2 separate regions of the Anas platyrhynchos genome follow, and region 1 is linked to region 2. Evidence: chromatin contacts called from public Hi-C data. All regions are on one chromosome and are shown on one strand. The core of a region is the stretch at or near the end of the contact, and the rest is flanking DNA. Distances in the headings are between cores, read along the strand shown.

Region 1 (6,162 bases), core at 1,134-3,633, 290 kb after region 2:
CTCCCCCCAGGCACCCAAATACACCCCCAGGCACCCCAAAACACCCACTGGAAACCCAAAAGCCCCCTGGGAACCTAAAACTCCCCCCCAGGCACCGTAAAACCCACCCTGGGCACCCCAAAACTCTCCTAGGAATCCAAAACTCCCGCCGGGCACCCCAGAAGCCCTCATGTGAGCACCCCAAAACTCTCCAGGGCACCCCAAAAGCCCCCCAAGAAACCCAAAACTCCCCCTGGCCACCCCAAAAGCTCCCCAGGCACCCCGAAACTCCCCTCCTGGCCACCCTAGCCCATCCCAGGCTCCTCACAGAACACGGGCAGAGCCTCGCAGGGGCTCTGGGGATCTCAGCCCCCCCATCTCAGCCCCCCCAGCCCCTTTCCTACCTCCCTGGACACGGCCCTCTTTGGTTCCACCACCCTGCCGTCCACTTTGTGGGGCCGGGCGTTCATGGCGGCGTCGACTTCTTCCACCGAGGAGTACGTGACGAAGCCGAAACCTCGCGAGCGCTTGGTGTTGGGGTCCCTCATCACCTGCGGGGACACAAGCGGGTGAGGAGGGGGCTGCAGCACCCCCCAGACCCCCCCCCATAACACATCGAGGGGGGATTTGGGGCCACGGCTCCGTCCCTTCCCTTTTTCCCTCGTTTTTTTAGGGTTTTTGGCCCGAAAATGGGATGCGCTCTGCACGGAGCTCTATCCACCCCCCAACTCCCCACCCCGTGGGGGGGTCCCCGAAGTCGTCACCCACCCCTGGAGCCCGCGGGGGGGGCCGGGGTCCTCACCACGCAGTCGGTCAGGGTGCCCCACTGCTCGAAGTGGCTGCGCAGGCTCTCGTCTGTGGTTTCGAAGCTGAGGCCGCCGATGAAGAGTTTGCGGAGCTGCTCCGGCTCCTTCGGAGACTGCGGGGTGACAGCAATGAGGGGGGGGGTTATTAAGGCCCCCCCACCCCAATTCCTCATCACAGGGTACCCCAAATCCCCTCCATGGGGCTCTTCAGGTGCCCCAATAGGCCCCCCTCTAACCCCATGGAGACCCCATTGTCCCCTCCCCACCTCAAGGCTGTGCCCCCCCCCAAGGGACCCCAAACAGCCCCCCCACAGCCCCTCTCTGGGCTCCTGTCTCCCTACAGCCCCTCCCTGCCCCCCTACAGCCCCTTGGGGGGGTCCTTTTGGACCCAACCCCCTTCCTCACCCCCCACCCCCCCGGACTGCCCCCACCCCCAAACACCCCAACTCCACCCCCTTTCCTTTACCAACTCCCCACAAATCCCAAACAAATCCCTAAATGGGGAGGGTGCTCAGCCCTTAGCAAGACCCCAACCCAATTTTACACCCCAGAACCCCCAAATAACCCCAAGAGGGGGGGGCTACAAGAGCTTTATAGAGCCCCCAGCCCCACATTTATAACTCCAAACTCCTGAATAAATCCCAGGGAGGGGGGGGCTGCGCAGCCTTTAGCAAGACCCCAACCCCATTTTACACCCCAGAACCCCCAAATAACCCCTGGGGGGGGGAGCTGGAAAAGCTTTACGAATCCCCCAGCCCCAATTTTTGCCCTAAAACCCTCAAATTAATCTTTAAGGGGGGGGGGCGCAGAGGCTTTAACACCACTTCACACCCCAGAACCCCCAAATAACCCTGGGGGGGGCCCTACAGAGCCTTTACAGCGCCCCCAGCCCCACTTTTTCCCCCCCCAAGCCCCCCCAAAGACCCTTCCCACCCCCCAACCCCCCCATAAAGCCCCCAACCCCCCCCCATAACCCCCCTATGACCCCCCCCACCCCCCCTACAACCCTTCCCTTCCCCCTCCCCCCCCTTCCACCAGGACGCCCCCCCCCCCCATTGTCCCCTCCCCCCACCCCAACCCCAGGAGCCCCCCCCTCACCCTGCGCGCCGCGCATGCGCAGACGCCGCGCGGCCGCCATCGCCCACCCGAGCACAAAGGCGCGCACGTGGCCCCGGCGCGCGCGCGCGCCCAGGGAGGGGAGGGGGGAGGGAGTGTGGGGGGGGCAGCGCGCGCCCCCCTCCCCTCACGCATGCGCCCTAGCGGCGGGGGGTCGCGGCGGCGCATGCGCAGCGCGCGGCGGGCGGGCGGGCCGCGCAGGCGCAGTGCGCGCGCCGGGCCCCGCGCGCTAGGCCCGGAGGGGGGGCGGCGGGGGGCGGGGAGGCCGCGCTCCGAGCCCGGGCCGGGGTTTGGGGAAGCGGCGGGGCCGGGGAGGCCTCACCTCGGATTTAGCCATGGCGGCGGCGCGGCGCGGGGAGGGGCTGGGCGGCGGCGGGCGGCTCGGCGCGCGATGCTCCCTCTGCGAGGCGCCGACACAGAAAGGGGCCGAGCGACGCGAGCGCCGCCGCCTCACTCCGCCGCCCCCGCCGAGAGCCCGCCCCCCGGCCGCTCCCATTGGGCGGCGCCGCCCGCCCCGCGCCCCCGCGCCGCACCCCATTGGGCGGCGGGGAAGAGAGCCGCGCTCTCATTGGTCAGGATCAACCGCCCCTCCCGCGCCGCCGCAGCCGATTGGGTGAGCCGAGCCAGAGCCCGCCCCCGCCGCGCGCCGATTGGGCGAGCCCCCCGCGGCCCCGCCTCGCGCCGCTTTTCCCGCTTCGGCCCGGCGACTGCCTCGCTGTGCTCTGATTGGCTCCCTCCTCGCGCGTCCCGCCCCTCGCCTCCCTCTGATTGGCTATCCCGCGGGGGACGCGCTCCCCATTGGCTGCCGCCGCCGTCACTCAGCGCTGCCCCGCGGCGGGCCCGGCGCAGCTCGGAGGAGCCGGACGAGCTCTGCTGGGAGCGGCGGCGGCGAGCAGGGGCCGCCCGCCCGGCAGCGCCCAAGGTGCGGCGGGCACTGCGCATGCGCGGGGCTTTACAGGAAAGGAGGGGGGAGCGGGAGAAAGAGGAGGGGGGGAGGGAGGGGAGCGCGCATGCGCGGAGCGCGGCCGGCGGCGCCTGCGCGCTGCGGGCGCTTTTGGCGGGCGGAGCGCGGAGCGGCGGCGGCGGCGCTGAGGGGCGGCGGGAGCGAGGCGGAGGGGCCCGAGCCGGAGCCGCTCCCCGGGCAGGTGGCGGCGGCGGGAGGCGGATGAATGGGGGGCAGGCCGCGGGGGCGGGACCCGCCGCTTGGATTGGCAGCCGCGCGGGCCAATGGCGGTCGAGGAGGGGCGGGAGCGAGGAGCTTTGGGGGATCAGCCAATGGGGTGGCGGGGAGGGCGGGGCGGGGAGGCGAGTGACAGCGCGTTGGGCCAATGGGGTGGAAGGAGGGGCGGGGCTCGCAGCGCTGAGGGGCGTGAGGGGCAGCGAATGAGGGCGGGGCGCGGAGCGGAGTGGCGGCGGCGGCGGCCAATGGGAGGGGGCGGCGGGGCGCTGGGCCCGCCCCCGGGGCTCCCCTCACAGCGGGGCCTCCGCGGCCCCCTCAGGGCCCCCCCCCCCACGCCCCCCCCACGCCCCCCCCACCGGGATTTTGGGGATTTTTGGGGTAATTTCAGCCCCTTTTGGGGTCTCCGTGAGTCATTTAGGGGCCGGGGGGGGGGTTGCTCGGGGGCTTTGTGCCCCTTTGGGGTCCCCCCGAGCCGCCTGGAGGCCGTTGGGGGGGGTCCCTGGGGCCTTGCCCCCGGTTTGGGGTCTCCCCAAGGCCTGGGGGGGGCTGTGGGGTCGCTGTAGGGTTTGGGGCCTTTTGGGGTCTCCGTGAGCCCACAGGAGGCTGTGGGGGTTGCTCTGGGGCTTTGAAGCCAAATGGGGGCTCTGTGAGCCCAATGGAGGCTGGGGGGGTCCCTGGGGGGGGGGGGGGGAATTCACCCTTTTGGGGTCTCTTCAAGACTTTTTGGGGCTGGGGGGTTTCCTGGAGGGTTTTTACCTTTTTGGGGTCTTTTTGAGCCCAGTGGGGGCTGTGGGGTTCCCTTTGGGGGTTTTGCGCCCCAATGGGGTCTCTGTGAGCCTGGGGGGGCTGTGGGGTCCGCTATAGGGCTTTGCCCCCCCCCCCTTTAGGGTCTCTCCAAACCCATTGGGGTCTGTGGGGTTTCCTTGGGGTGGGGGGGGAGGTTTTACACCTTTGGGGTCTCTCCAAGACCAGCAGGAGCTGTGGGGTTCCCCTGGGGGCTTTCCCCCCCCCCAGGGTCTCCCTGAGCCCACAGGAGGTTGTAGGGTTTGCTCTGGGGTTTTGCACCCCAATGGGGTCTCTCTGAGCCCGGTGGGGGCTGTGGGGTTCCCTGGAGCCTCTCCCCCTCTTTGGGGTCTCTCCAAACCCATTGGGGGCTGTGGGGTTTCCTTGGGGTGGGGGGGAAGGTTTACGCCTTTGGGGTCTCTCCAAGCCCAGCGGGGGCTGTGGGGTTCCCCTGGGGGCTTTGCACCCCTTTGGGGTCCCTCTGAGCCCGGTGGGGGCTGTGGGGTTCGCTTTAGGGCTTTACACCCCATTGGGGTCTCCATAAACCCCAATGCAGCCTTTTAGGGTTCCCTTTGAGGCCCTGCACCCCTTTAGGGTCTCTCCAATCCCACTTCCATCCCCCCCTTATCCCCCCACCCCAAAAACCCCACAGCATGACGGGTGGACACAGCGCAGGGGGGGCTTCATCCCCCCTGGCACCACCTCTCCCCTTACCCCAATGGGGGAGATTTTTTGGGGTGAAGGAGCCAGCACGACCCCATTGCAGGCATTCGGCCCTATAGGGCTGGGGGGAGCCCCGAGCGGGGTTTTTATGGCGCTATGGGGCGATAACTCACAGGTTCGCTGTGGTTTGCTGCCCCTGTCATCGCCCATTAGGGTTTTCTGATTCTTTTACAGCTCCTAAATCCCAAAGAGAGGGGCGCCCGGGGTCGGAACGGGGCGGGTGCCGAGCCGGGGAGCCGGGACGAGGAGAGTTTGGGGCTGTTTTGGGGTTATTTAACCACTATCAAGGCTATTTTGGGGTTATTCAGGGCTGTTTGGGGTTACTTAGCCACCTTTGGGGCTGTTTTGGGGTTACTTAGCCATGTTCGGGGCTCTTTTGGGGTTGTTCAGGACCGTTTGGGGGTTATTTAGCCACACTCGGGACCACTTTGGGGTTATTTGGCCACGTTCAGGGATATTTTGGGGTTATTCAGGCCCGTTTTGGGGTTACTTAGCCATGTTTGGGACCATTTTGGGGTTACTTAGCCATTTTCGGGGCTGTTTTGGGGCTATTCTGGACTGTTTTGGGGCTATTCTGCGCTATTTTGGGGCTGTTTAGCTACATTTAGGATTGTTTTGGGGTTGTTCAGGACCGTTTTGGGATTATTTGGCTACGCTCAGGGCTATTTTGGGGTTATTCGGGACCGTTTTGGGGTTACTTACCCACGTTCGGGGCTGTTTTGGGGCTACTTAGCCTTGTTTGGGACCGATTTGGGGTTATTCCGGACTCTTTTGGGGTTATTTAGCCCTGTTCAGGACTCTTTTGGGGTTATTCGGGACTCTTTTGGGGTTATTCAGTGCCAGTCCCGTTTGTTTTCCAGCTGCACCGAGCCGTGACCCCAGCCTGGGGCACCGGCCACGCGGCAGCCCCAAAAAAAGGGCAAAAAAAGGCAATTTCCACAGCTCTGCCTGCCCCGATTTTGGGGTGATCCCCCCGAGAAGGGGCCGTGGCCGTGGCCGTCCGCCCGCTGCCGCCTCCTTTGGGTTTTTTCCCCCGTTCCCATGGCCCCAAAGCCGCCTCCTCGGCCCCATAAATCACAGCGGGGCGGCCGCGGGGGCCAGCGCCGTGGCGCCAGCTCGGGGCCCCCCCCCGCCACCTTTCTCCATCCGATTTTTTTTTTTGGGTTTCCCAAGGATTCTTGGGGCTTTTAAGCAAAACTCCTCGGTCCTAAAAAGGAACCCGGCTCCCGTTCTGCCTCGTGGACGTTTTGGGGTTAAAAACTGCCTTTTGGGGAGGGGGCTGCGGCCAGGCACCACGTCCCTCGGCCCCCAGAGCGGGGAAATCGAAACGAATAAAATCCCTTTTCTGCCCCGGAATGGGAAAGATGGAGAAGCCAGCGCCTCTCTTTTTGCCTCAAACCACCCTTTTTTGCCTCAAAGCGGCCCTTTTTGCCTCAAACCACCTCTTTTTGAACCAAAGCGGCTCTTTTCTTTTGTTCCTCCAGGAGAGGACTCCGACACGCGGCTTTCCCGGGAACTGCCGCCCCTGCGAGGGACAGAGCACCCAAAACCGTCCCGTTTACGCCCAAAACCGTC
Region 2 (6,319 bases), core at 3,102-5,601:
CACCCTCAGTACTTTATAAAAGGTTTGGTGGTCACAGGTTTATCTGACATGTGAGCTGGCAGACTTCAGTGCTTCTGCTGCAGATACGCAGTCGGCTGGGGAGGTCTCTTCTGCTGTAGTGTTTTGGAAAAATGAAAATTCTAGTGCTTGGGCAGGATATGGAATTATTAGAATGGTTAGTTCCTAGTTTCCTTGTTCCTCAGGCAGCTCTTACTGTGAGGGGAATGTTATAGCTGTGCATCTAAGACTGCTTTCTCAGGTCTAAACATTTTTTCTCCTCCCCCAGAAATCTCGGATGAGGACAACAGTATTGCTGCTATGTACCAGGCCGTTAGTGAACTTCCACAGGCCAACAGGGAAACCCTAGCGTTTCTCATGCTTCACCTGCAGCGGTATGTTCAGATGGACTGAGAGTCCTGGAAAGGGGGGATATTGCCACTGGTCCTTCTCTAATTGTCTCTTATGACTGCTTGTGAGCAAAAAGTCTTCGTTCTTTTGGAGGCTGAAGTGCATATTGGCTGGGGAGCTGTGTGGAAGGTGAATGGGGGGAAGCTACTTTTATTTTTTCTTTAAATATAGGGTGGCTCAGAGCCCAGACACTAAAATGGATGTTACCAACTTGGCCAAAATCTTTGGCCCCACGATAGTTGCTCACGCGGTGCCTGATCCTGATGCCATGACATTACTGCAGGACACTAAGCGGCAGCCCAAGGTAGGTCAGCAGATGTGAGCGATGTGTCCCACGTAAAGAATTCTGTCGGGAGGGAGATGAGGTGATGTCTGTCTGTGCATTAATGCCGTGTACCACTTCCTAACGTTAGCTACTCGTGGGTGTTTCTGTAGGTAGTGGAGCGGCTTCTGCTGCTGCCTATGGAGTACTGGAGCCAGCTGATGCTGGTGGAGCAAGAAAACATTGACCCAGCACACATAATTGAGAACACCAATGCCTTCTCCACTCCACAGACACCAGATGTTAAAGGTAACAGCTGAATGCTGCTCTATTGGCTGTGCAGCTGCTGTATGAAAAATAATGATCCTCAATCAAGGCTGCTTGTGAGACTTGGAACTAGCCATCCCTGCATGCTTTGTGCAGGAAGAGGGAAGGAAAGCATGCCAGAAAATACCAGATTTGTCTAGTATCTTTGACAGATGCTAGGCAATGTCTAATGTTGCTTGCCTAGCAGTGAAAACTCAGCTGTCCTCATGTTGCTCACTTGATTGCTTGTGTTTTGATAGTGAGCATGCTTGGACCACTCACCACTCCGGAACAGCAGCTGTCCAAGACGCCGTCATCTAGCTCCCTGTCCCAGAAGGTCCGGTCTACCTTCAGCATAACCCCCAAGTAAGTGCTGCTGGGTGCTTTTATGGAAATGTTGGTATGCTACAGGTGGTGTGGGTGTTCAAGGAGAAGTAAAAATAGACTTTTGGACAGAGTTCTGGGAGCAGCTTGGATTTACTACTTGATCTACTCTCTCCCTTCATGCTACAGTAACAGTGCAAGTTGCATAATGGTTAATGAGTGTGACCTTACAGTAGGGAGCTGGAACGCTTTAAGAAGCGGGTAAAATGTAAGTAAGTAGACCTCTATAGCCAAACCTCACTTTTCTACTTCTCTTGAACTAGATTTGGGAGCAAAAGCAAGTCAACAAGCCAGCTGGGGCGTCAAGCCAACTTCTTTGCCTCTCCTATGCTGAAGTGAAGTGGACCTGGGAGTGAATGTCATCCTAGGATTTGCACACCAACACTTATGAGTACAACAAACACAACTCCCCTCCTTGGCAGCTTGTGAAATAAGATATTTTTCCTTTTACCTTTCAGCTTAACTAAGAATTTTAATGGGTTTTTTATTGTGCAATGTATTTTATTATCTAATGCTTTTAGTATTGGTGAAGAAAGTAACTACAGGATCTGTTCAAAGTATTAATTAACAAAGAAATGGCTGAACTCGCTGACGCTTTCCAATAGCATCCTCTACCTGTGATAAGTGAAACAGAATTGTAAGCTGTATTTTTGTTTTTCCCTAGCATGTAGGCTGCTCTTCACGCAGGAGCGACCCAACCTCCTCCTCCCATTGACTGAGCTGTGTCAGAATCCAGTCTTTCAAACAGCACAGAGTCTGTAATTCTTGGCTGTACTGTGGTGGTGCAGCCTGTAATCCTGACGGTGGCGTTGTTGCATTTGTCTCATCAGGCAGAAGACACTTTAATTAACTGCCACAGAGAGTGTGACTTTTCCCAAAGAAACATTCCCTGGTACTGTGTTTACAAGGGGAAAACTTTGTAGAGGAAATCTTGTAGAGGACTGTATTTAGATACAAGGATACCGATCCTGAAGGATTCTTGGGTACTCAAAACTAATTAATAGTGATGTTCATACTGGTGAGGGGATTGAGGGTCGTTTAATAGCACCCTTGTTTTTGGGAGTCTCTGCTTTCTGAAATTGGATGTGACCTTGTGTACTGCTGCATGGAAAAACTTTGGGAGAATACAAAAGTTTATCAACTGGCTGTTTTTTACTGAGCTCTGGAAAACTGTCCTAACCTGTGCAGCGAAGTAAATCTTGAATTTCTATGTGACCTGTGGTTCTGTTCTCCAGCTAATGCCTCTTATTTGTGTTGGGGAGTTTTGGCCAGGGCCTGTATGCAAGGCTCTGGTACTATGTTACTCTTGTACTGCCATAACAACTAACAAATCTGTCAGCTTTGGCTGCTGGGGTGCAGTCTTACTGGCCCAGGGGAAGCAGAAGAACCATTTTGTTTCCCTGGTGTTGTTACAGGAAGCAAAATAGCTTTGGGTGAACACAGGGGGCCTGCGTTGCCTCCCTTTGGTGTGGGGTCTGCAGGGTGAAGGCTTCTCCAGCCTTGTTTGCACCCTGCAGGAGGTGGGGCAGCTGGGAGCCGCCACTACTGCTCCTGATCCCAGCAGGATCCACTGCAAGGATGGCTGCTGTGCACTTAACACACTTTGCTGTGGGCGTAACATCAAGTGAAGGAGCAATAGGACAAAAGGAAATGGCCTCAAGCTGTGCCGGGGGAATTTTAGGTTGGATATTAAGGAAAACTTCCCTTGAAAGGGTTGTGAAGCATCAGAGCAGGCTGCCACTTGGTTGAGTCACCATTCCTGGAGGTATTTGTATTTAAAAGACATGCAGATGTGGTGCGTAGGGAGGTGGTTTAGTGGTAGGCTTGGCAGTGCTAGGTTAATGGTTGGACTTCATCTTTGAGGTCTTTTCCAACCGAAATGGTTCTGGGACTGTCACTGGCAGGGAGCAGTGCCTCAGGCTCTGCCTCTTTTGGTGGGCAGTGCAGAGTCTGAGGTTTACTGACTGATCCTTCAGTGGAGAAAGTATTTCCCTTCTGGGCAGGATAGGGGAAACAAAACTGAAAGAAAGCAGCTTAAATCAGAAAAGAAAGCATCCTGCTCTACCTGCCATGAAGCTATTGCCTTCCCTTCACAAAATGGGACCAGAGCCTGAGTAAACAAAGGGGCAAGGAGAGCAAGTGGTCACAGCAGCAGGATCTGAACTCACCCTGGAGTCTTCCTGCCTGAGAAGATCGCTGTTAATATCACAGCTTTGAGGAAACAACAGGACTGAGGTGATGGAAGAGGGGTGTGTTCTGCAGTCCTGCAATCCAGTATTTATGGTGGTGTCATCAGAAAAAGGCCACGGAGTGTGAAGACCTTGGCACTGGGGCTCGCCAGGCTGGTTTTGTCTAAAGCTGCCCTGACCTGCCCAAAACTTTGCTGTAGTTTGCTGTTCCAGGTAAACAAGCTAAACGACTGCCTGGCTGTTACCTAATGGGTTTTAGCAATTGAATCTGTGTAGTTTTATGTAACTGTGGGGTATGATGGCGGTGCCTGTGGTAAATCTGATTTTTTTCTTTAAGGAACAGGTAGGTCTAGCAGGTGTGGTCTGTGGGCACTGAGGACAGGATGGCCCCAGGGCTATTAGCAACTCATCAGTAACAGATCATTAAGTAACACAGCTTGGGTAGGTGACAAACCTAATGGTAACAGGAAAAAAAGAAGTGATATCATAAGTGTGGATGTAACGGGGAATTGTAGCTGTGTGTGGAAAGAATTAAGTGTAAAAAGTGTAAGAAAAATATATAAAAATAGCCTCAAGTAGACCCTAAAATGAGGAGGAAGAAACAATCATATTCTTCCCAGTAAAGAGGAGACAAAAACCCATCAACATCATACTTGCCTCTGAGAAGAGCTCAGGATGCTGGTGAGTCACTAGCAATGCAAAGGAAGATGGGAGAATTTCTCATCAAAGGAAAGGGGCAACTCTTTCTTTTTTTTTCTCCAGTTACTGGCAGCCCTTAATAGAAATGGAGCAATTTGGCTATTAATAGTTTTCACTGCTGTAACTGGCCTGGTGGTAAGCAATCCTGGTGAGGCTGAGCCAGCAGTTAGACTATTGGTAAGTTCTAATTCTTGAATCCTCACAAAAATATTTTTTTTTATGCACCCTGGCTTGCACCAAGCCCCTTCTCTATCACCTGTTGTGGCCAGGGCCACGTCATTACACCAGTTATTTCTGCAGATGGAACAAGCTGAAGCTGCAGCTCATCCTTTACCTCTTGCGTGCCATCACTAGTGTGGCCACCGGTGTTCACATATCCCAAATTCTGCCTCTGCCCTCTTGGGACTGGGCAAGTTGGATGATGGACAGGGTTTTGGGTTCCAGGGGCTGTGGGCAGTGCTGGCAGCAGGGAGCAGAAATTCAGAGCACGAGTTCCTCTGTCCTGGGCAACAGTTCTTGGCTCTTTCTCCTGCTAATATTAGGACTGTTTTGAGGATGATTATGGTTCTGTGAAATGGCTATTAATATCATACAAAGCTTGGATGGAAGTCAAAAATAACAGCAAATGAGAAAACTACTAGCTGCACAGCCAAACAGGAAGTACAGGCAAGGCTTGGTGCTGCGAGAGATAAACAGTGGGAAGGAAAAAGCAAAAGAGCTGCAACAAGATGCAGAGATGAAAAACCCAAGCAGCTTTGGAGATCGCCTGAACACAGCCCTTGGCCCTGAAGCAGTTCTGTTCCATCGAATAATGCTGATCAAATGCTCCGAGCTGATTGAAAGGAAATCCTGGTTTATTGGCCCAGACGTTTCCCGAGTTTGCAAACACACCCTTCAAGTCCTAAAGTCCCCCCGCTGCCTGCTCGGGGAAGGGAGGGGTTGAAGCAGTTGGCTGTGGACAGGCCCTGACCGTACCCCCCTCTGTGCCTTGGGGGTGGATTTGTTTCTTCTGCCTCTTTTTCCCTTTGCACACAGCAGTTTGCTGCTGCCCGTGGCAAACTTGTGCTTCTGAACCCTGGTTTTCATCTTCCTTTTTGATAGTTATTGTAACTGCAGTAATCTGTGAGTAGAGCCAGGGCAGAAGCTGTTTGTAGGAGGAAATAATCTTTATAAGACCAAATGAAGTGGCTAAAAAAAAGACAGGCCAGCAGGCTCCTGGTCCTTTATTGAGTAAAAAAGAAGAAAAATCCAGATTTGTTGCCTGATTTTTTAGAAACAACAAAGGGGCTCTGAGCCCCCAAACTGCTCAGCACCGTGATGAGGAAACGCAGAGCCTGGAAGTGCTGCTCCCCTGAACACGGTGCCTCAGGGGTTAGGGAGTTTCAAGGAGCTGAAGCTGAGTAACTAAGGCCAAAACTAAAAATACATCGAGGTGCGGCAGCAGGATTTCCCTGACAAAGCTTGAGCCCTGGCTGGATATTTAAAACCTTTCTCTTATTAATTGCATTTAATCTCCCTGTTGGCACCGAAGCACAGGTGAAGTTTCTATGAGTAAGAAGGCACGGAACAAAAGGGCAGCGTTGGTTTCTGCTGTGCTTTTTCAGATCCTATTGCCTCTGCTGCTCCTGGCTGTAGCACGTTGTGGCTCTGCAGGTGGATGGTCACGCTTCTCCAGGGAAAGGAGCTGGCAAAAGCAGAGTTTCACAGGTGTCACCGCACCTGTGCAGAGGTATTTGGTTCATACACTTTTCCTGGTTATTGCACGACCCCATCGGACAAGAGCTATGCTGGCAAAAGCCTGCTCAGAAGCTAGAAGAGGCACAGAGGATTCTGCACAGCCTTTGGTTGCTCTTGGGTCCATGCTCTGAGCCCCAGTTTCTGGCAGTATGGGCATAACCGTGAGAGCACAAGGAAGTAAACGAGGCAAGGCTTATGGAGAGACGCAATATATTTTATTAGACCCACCCAGGCAAGCTTTCCACTAGGTAAGGGCTTAAATACTTGAGCAATGTTTATTTTCTCCAGCTACCTACTAGGAAATAGTTGTGCCTAACGCAGGCGTTGCTGCAGT

Evidence for each region. A called contact is a pair of places that touch in the nucleus more often than the background predicts.
Region 1: a contact with region 2 is called in a Hi-C map of subcutaneous adipose tissue, with 2.0 times the contacts expected there. The contact joins the promoter of HNRNPA1 here to the enhancer-like site in region 2. A contact is called at or near these places in 2 of 8 Hi-C or Micro-C datasets (skeletal muscle and subcutaneous adipose tissue).

Annotation. Positions count from the first base shown.
Region 1 is chr34:1,736,901-1,743,062 of IASCAAS_PekinDuck_T2T, forward strand. HNRNPA1 (heterogeneous nuclear ribonucleoprotein A1) reads right to left here and starts at 2,384. Exons shown (of 10, transcript XM_072031960.1): 1 at 2,224-2,384; 2 at 782-898; 3 at 384-530. The coding sequence starts at 2,238. CBX5 (chromobox 5) reads left to right here and starts at 2,668. Exons shown (of 5, transcript XM_072031971.1): 1 at 2,668-2,823.
Region 2 is chr34:1,444,485-1,450,803 of IASCAAS_PekinDuck_T2T, forward strand. It overlaps RACGAP1 (Rac GTPase activating protein 1), which reads left to right. Exons shown (of 17, transcript XM_027445655.3): 13 at 287-392; 14 at 580-712; 15 at 844-979; 16 at 1,237-1,342; 17 at 1,624-2,575. The coding sequence ends at 1,699. Among named protein-coding and RNA genes, the nearest start is that of RACGAP1, 8.9 kb to the left of the region's middle. Within about 2 kb of position 4,352, at least 1 of the 8 cell types and tissues checked has an H3K27ac peak or open chromatin away from gene starts, as enhancers often do. A contact at or near this core is called in subcutaneous adipose tissue, where this site is marked.